Linked DNA regions of Mus musculus: region 2 is linked to region 1. A link is a contact called in public promoter capture Hi-C data. All regions are on one chromosome and are shown on one strand. The core of a region is the stretch at or near the end of the contact, and the rest is flanking DNA. Distances in the headings are between cores, read along the strand shown.

The links. Promoter capture Hi-C pulls out the DNA fragments that hold promoters and counts their contacts.
Region 2: a contact with region 1 is called in a promoter capture Hi-C map of embryonic stem cells, with 2.7 times the contacts expected there. The contact joins the promoter of B4galt2 here to the enhancer-like site in region 1. A contact is called at or near these places in 7 of 39 promoter capture datasets (the C10 cell line, embryonic stem cells, fetal liver and 4 more).

The regions. Positions count from the first base shown.
Region 1 is chr4:117,354,677-117,357,846 of GRCm38.p6, reverse strand. All of the region lies in intron 2 of Rnf220 (ring finger protein 220), which reads left to right. Among named protein-coding and RNA genes, the nearest start is that of Gm40231, 37 kb to the right of the region's middle. Within about 2 kb of position 1,471, at least 31 of the 459 cell types and tissues checked have an H3K27ac peak or open chromatin away from gene starts, as enhancers often do. A contact at or near this core is called in embryonic stem cells, where this site is marked.
Region 2 is chr4:117,882,015-117,885,184 of GRCm38.p6, reverse strand. It overlaps B4galt2 (UDP-Gal:betaGlcNAc beta 1,4- galactosyltransferase, polypeptide 2), which reads left to right and starts at 1,709. Exons shown (of 8, transcript NM_017377.5): 1 at 1,709-2,083. It overlaps Atp6v0b (ATPase, H+ transporting, lysosomal V0 subunit B), which reads left to right. Exons shown (of 8, transcript NM_033617.3): 7 at 1-81; 8 at 544-855. The coding sequence ends at 570. Gm12841 (predicted gene 12841) reads right to left here and starts at 1,635. Exons shown (of 4, transcript NR_168719.1): 1 at 1,470-1,635.

The sequences.
Region 1 (3,170 bases), core at 222-2,721:
GAGCAAGCTTTGTGCTGGTTGGACCTTCCAGCCACCAGGGTTGTGAGTCAAATCAACTTAAAAATGGAAACAAAACAAAATCTGGGGTCTCACTGTGTTAACCCTGTCTGACCTGGAGCTCAGAGATCTGTCTGCTTCTGCCTTTAGAGTGCTAGGATTACAGGCATGTACCACCACACCCAGCTCTATCTTTCCCCCCTAAAATAAAGTGGCTAGCCTTAGGTAATGTGTTACAGCCACACAAACAGACTACTATGGTCTGTGTGAAGATGGTGACACCACACTAGGCCAGTTTCATTGGGAAGGAGGGATGGTAAGGGATAAAACAGCTCAGCAGGAGATTGTGTGGGGAATCTGCTAAATGTAGGGAATGAAGGAGGAGCTACCCACCTCACAAGAAGAGGAGAGACATGGGGAAGGCCTCCTCTGCATAGGTCCAGAGCAGTGCCTAGTCCAGAGCGCTGTACAGAGCTGTAGCTGTAAAAGCCATGTGTCGGCTCCTGCCTCTGATGCTGAGGCTGCCGACACCTGCTCCCAGGCCTTGATGACTCCATCTCCAGCCCCTCCCTCTGCCTCCCTGACGTTGGAGGTGATTAGTAATAAAACTTTAACAAGCAGCCATAGGTGCGTCTCCCTGTCACTTTTATGAGGCCATTTCCTGAGCAAAGATATAAGAGTGCCTTCAGTCTCTCCTGGCCACCTTGGTGCTGCCAAGTGTTCAGATTCAGATTCAGACACCTGCAGGGGCTAAATGTGGGTATCTGGGGAGACCAGAACACCCTCAGCTCAAAGAAGTCCAGAAAGTCAGGCTGCGTCCTTGTTTGTCCCAAAGGGCTCTTTGGAAATCTTGGCTGGGAAACCTGGAGCCATTGAACTGCCTGGGCCATTGTAATTCGGACAGGATCTTTCCCGTCATCCTGTCCGTCTCTACTCCAGGTCACCCGTGCCTCTCTGTCCTCTCTGATAGTTGCTGTCCTAGCTGGGTTGTTCAGTTATGTACCTGCCCAGTGCATCAGAGAGAATCCTGGGGGGCCCACCCAATGTTCACGCGTGCTTCTTATGCTTGGTGGGTGAGTAGTGACTTGAATGAGCCTCAGAATGGCCGGTACCTACCCAAGTAGCCAAGACACATCGTGTTTCAGTTCTCCAAAGCATGAGACAAGTACCATGCTGGGAATGAATGGGCAGAGCACTTCTTGAGGCTGGGGTATGGGAGAGAGCTGAGGGCAGTTTAATTCAGGAGAGTTCTGTTAGCTGGGTCAGAGAAAAGCTAGCTCCTTCCTCCCTGGCAGGGTCCCAGGTCCTCGGGGACAAGGTTGATCTGGGCTTGCCTGAGCTGAGCCTCCTCCAACTGGGCCAAGTGGAGACTGAGCCATCAAGCCCCTGCGGGAGGAGGGAACTGAAGGGACATAGTTCCCACAGTGAGGACTCCAGGCAGGACCTTCCCTCCCCTGGCCCTGGTGGTGCCTCTTTCAAGGCCATCCAGGGAAGTGGGGCCAGGTGAACAGGAAGTGGGAAGCTGCTGTGTTCAACTCTGCTGACTCCTCCCCTCATTCTTGAAATTCTCTGGGCCTATGTTGTTTCCTTCCTTCCTGTAGAAAGACATAATGCTAGGACCTTTAACGCTGGCTTCAAACCTTAGCTCACACAGGAACCCCTTGATGATACCTTAGGCACATTGCTCTCTCTGAATCGCTTTCTCTTGTGTGAAAACTAGAGCTTTTGGGACCTCCTTCCAAAGGCTATTGAAAACTGTGAGAGCCAACCTTGAGAGAAGCCGACCACTCGGCAGCCCTTCCCCCACCCTCTCTATCCTCTTCCATCCGTTCTTCCATCCGTTTTTCCAGCTGTGCTCTTGGCTGCTTTACTTCCAATATCTCCGAGGCTGGCATCATCGGTGTCTTCCTTTTAAGACTCCTGTGCGTCCCCCACATCCACAGGTGTCCAGTGGATTCCTTTACACATCATTCATTGGCTCTTTGTCTCTTGGAACTCTATTGGGCCTCATGGATTCAGAACTTACAGCTTCATGGGGGAAATTAAAACTGACCTCAGTGGGAGAAACTACACAGGGTTATAGTTGAAGTAATCTTCCAAGAGTGTGGGCACTAAGGGACAAAGTGGGGTGGGGAGCAGAGAACGTTAAATGTGAAAGGTAATAAGAGTGTTCTCAGAGTGCTCTCTGCTCCCGTGCACCGTTTTGCCCTGCTCGGTGTCATCTTTTGCTTGGACCATTGTGGTAGGCAGCACATCCAGAGAGCTACAGCCTTGGCTCATCATTGGACTTTCCTAGTCCACATACACACCCCACCTCCAACTTTTGGTCTCTCTCTCTCTTTCACACACACACACACACACACACACACACACACACCACCTCTAACTTTTGGATAAGATGTAAGGTCTTAGGTATCACTCCAGTGCTGTTCAGGCTCCCCTTGGGGAATAGAGGTGGGTGGTGATGAGAGGCCTCAGGCAGTGGTGAACCTGTGTGACTACTCATTTTAATGGGAGGAACAAAAGCTGTTTAAACCTTTGAGGGGGCAAGTTGCAGCTTTGGGGAGAGTGTACATTATTGGCCAGGGCCTGGGTGCTGGAGATGCCTCAATAGCGTAAGGAGAAATTCCAAGTGCTGCTGGATAGGACCTGTAAGGGAAAGAGGATGCTTAACCTGGCCTCTGGGCCATGTGACCTCTGTTGGTGGGGCACGGGTGGGAACACAGAGCTAAGAGTGCCAGAGGGGTATTGATCCCACTCCTGCAGATCTCAGGACAAGATTTCCGGGGTTTGGACACAACACACCCCACTCTTGCTCCAAGCCTGCTCCCCAACCCCGACTCCCCCCAAGCCCCACAGCTCCCAGTCCCTCACTCCAGTGCCAAGCCTGCCTGCTGCCACGGGCTCACCCTCTGAAACTGTAAACAAGCCCCCAGTTAAATGAGTTCTTTCATACGCTTCCTAAGTCAGAGTGTCTCTTTACAACAACAGAAGAGTTGCTAAGGCCAACTTGTGGGGAAACACCGTGCCTGGATCTGTGGTTTAGCGCTCTGTGTAGTCTCTGTAGCAGCATTATGCAGCCAATATTGAGAACTTTGTTCGGTTTTTCTGCATCTGTTCTGCACTCCACATATGGCCAAGATGGACTTAGAAAACACAATTCAGAGTTAGGT
Region 2 (3,170 bases), core at 460-2,959, 530 kb before region 1:
AGCCTCTTTGTAAAAATTCTCATCGTGGAGATCTTTGGCAGTGCCATTGGCCTCTTTGGGGTCATTGTTGCAATCCTTCAGGTGCGAGTCCCCCTAGAGAGGAACAGAAGTGCCTCCCTTTTTTCCCCTTCCCATCTCTTGGTCCCCCTTTGTCTCCTGCTCTAGATGCACGCATCTTTCCTAAGTCTCTCCATTAGCATCTCTTTCCTCGGCTGCCTCTGAAAATGTCTTTGTGGAGTTTCTGTCTCTCAGGGTCTGTGTTCTGTATGTATGACACACTTGTCAGTAGACTAGCATGTCTAAATTCATATTTTCCAGTGTGTGAGTTTGTGACTTGGGTGCTTGACTGGGCTGACTCTTGGCGACACTAACACTGTCCATGGGACTTGTCTTCTCTGTTGTACAGCTGAGCTCCTTTGTTACTGTCCATGTCTGTTTGTCTGTCATAGTGTGTCTGTCCGTCTGTCCACCCACTGGCCTGCTGGTTCTGGTCTTGTCACTGGTCACTGTCCCTGCCTGATTTGTCCTGTTTTTCCTTTGCAGACCTCCAGAGTGAAGATGGGTGACTAGATGACCTGTATGGGTGGGGCCGTGCCCTACTGTTATTTATTGCTGGTTTTCCTGGGACAGCTGGAGCTGTGTCCCTCAGCCTTTCTGGGGCTTGGTGTTCAGGGTCTCCCCTGCACTCACCTCTTGCTGCCTGTTGACTCTGGAGGCATTGCAGTCCAGACTGAACCCCAGTGTGGGGAGTGGGCTGCTGATGGTGACTGTGTACAGCTGTGCACCTGTGCCCCCCTCAACCCCCATCCAGCCCATCTTCCTAGTGTTTGTGAAATAAACTTGGTATTTGTCCCAGTCAGTGAGGCTTCTGTTGGCCCCTTGCGACACCTTTCACAAAGGAAGGGGAGGACCTGTTCACTCACTCCAACCTCCTGTAACTTTCTGTCTACACATCATCTCTGCTCTGGACCTTGCTGGCTCCTGGGTGGCAGATCAGGGTGCTAGGCTGGCTGTAATGCTGGCACCTCTTCATTGAAGAGTCTGGGCTCTGAGATCCTCCTAGCCCTATGTCTTTGGACCCCTGTGCACTAGACCCAAACTCACTACAGCTAATTCTCCTCTCTGTCGCTATACTCCTGAAACTCCCCGCACCTGGATTTTCCTGGAGAACAGTGTTTTACATTTGATAGTCCAGTATGAACACCTAACCCTTCCAGAAACCTCTTCTATGGTCTTAGTTCCTAGGGCCTTGTTCAGCTCCGCCTATTCCTATACAATTCTTGATTCCAACACCACCCTAAATCTTACCCAACCTGCTTTTACCTAATAAGTCCTTTTCAGTCAACACCTTTAGGGGTCTTACCCAGCAGGCAGCCCTGGTTGGCTGACCTTGACTCATGCTCCCAGGAAAGAGTTGGCAAGGCCCTAACCCTCTGAATTGCCCACTATCCAGACCCCGTCCCAAATACCTGAAGGGCCTTAGCCATCCGGCTCCTGGTCTCTTCCCATCCCTAAAGCAAGCTGATGGAGGAACCTGATGGATTCCTGCGTCCTTCCTGGGTCTCAGGCATCCGCAAACGCACCTCCCCGCTGGCTGGGCCGCGCAGGGCCAACGGCAGGGGCGGGCGGCGGAGCGGCGCGCGGCGCGTGCGGGCGCACTGGAGGCGGGGGCCGCGGGGGCGCGCGCGCGGGCGCGCCGGCCTGGCCTGCCCCTCCGAGGAGCCGTAGCGCGGGAGGGAGGCGGCAGCGCAGTGGTCCGTCGGTCCGCCGGTCCGTGGGTCTGCCGGGCCCCGCCCTGCCTCCCGGGGCGGCTCGGCTCCATGGCCCGCGGCGGCGGCGGGAGGTGGCCCCGGAGCCTCGGGGACCGCTGACCGGGCGGTGGGGCCGGGCCATGGGGGACAGAGCCGTCCACAGCTGCTGGAGCCGGGATCCCTACCCGAGCTGGAGCGGCGCCCCCTGCTGAGCCCCGAGCGCTGCGAGAGAGGAGGGCGCGCGCGGCCCCCCACCCAGGGCCCCGACATTCCAGACCCGGCCCGGCTAGGGGGCCGCCCGCGCGCCGTCACAGATCCCAGCCCAGGACCCGGTGAGCGAGGCACCGGCGCTGCCCCCGGCCTGGCTGCACCCCACCCTACCCCCATCCCGCTAGCCTCCTGGGCTCCGGCGTCCGCCCCCATCCGGCCTCCCTCATTGTCCTCGCTCGCCCCGGCCTTGTGTCTCGCAGAGGCGCTCGGCCCCGGCCCCACTTCCACATCCCCCACTGCATGCACCCCTCCCCAGGGCTCCACACCCACCTGTCCTACTGCCTCCCCCGTCCCGAGGTGCCACGTGTTCAGCCTCCCAGCCCCGCCCAGACGCACCCCTCAGTTTGGTGGCTAGCCTGACCCAGAGCCCCTGCCCTGGAGGGAGGGGTTGGGAATACTTGCACGTGGGTCTGGGTGTATGGCTACGCTTGTATAAGTCCGAGCCGCGGTTTGTTGATATATGTGGCTCCGTATGTTACTGTCACCCCAAGTGTGTCTAGCTCTATATGTAGGTCTCTGTGTGTCCCTTGAGTGTGGATGCCGACTGCTGGTACTAAAGCAGTCTATGTGATTTTGTGACTGTTTGAGATATTCTGCTCTCAGGAGCATGGCCAGAAGTATTTTTTGACCTTTTGGAACTACAGGGGAGACCTGGTTCGAGCAAGGGCACCCCCAGCCCCCACCACCTCTGCCAGTGTATGAACTTTACTCCTCTAGGGTCCAAGTGTACCCCATTTCAGGAATCAGAACTAGCTTTGCTAATCAGGCTCCAGAGCTAGCTAGCTAGCCTGAAATCTTAGGTGAGGGGCTCTCTATTGCTTGCCCCACGGGGTATGCTCTTGCCCCTTGTTCCAGTGGGAAGGACCTGTTTAAACATCTCTCCTTTTTGGGTGGAGGGCACTCTTGAGTGCTGAAGGCTCCTTCTCAGCCTGGTCCTAGTTGGCTAGGCCTGCTTGCTGTTGGGACCTGAGTGCTCAAACTGGCCATGGGTCTAAGTGACTTCCCTTCATGGCCCTCGGAAGGACTAAATGAAGTCATAGTATAAAGAATTCCTTACGTGATGGGCACTCAGTAAGTGATCCATTCTCTAAACCATGTGTCCTGTGTTGAGGATTCTGTCCTGTGATGTTGCTGGTCCCTGGGCCACAG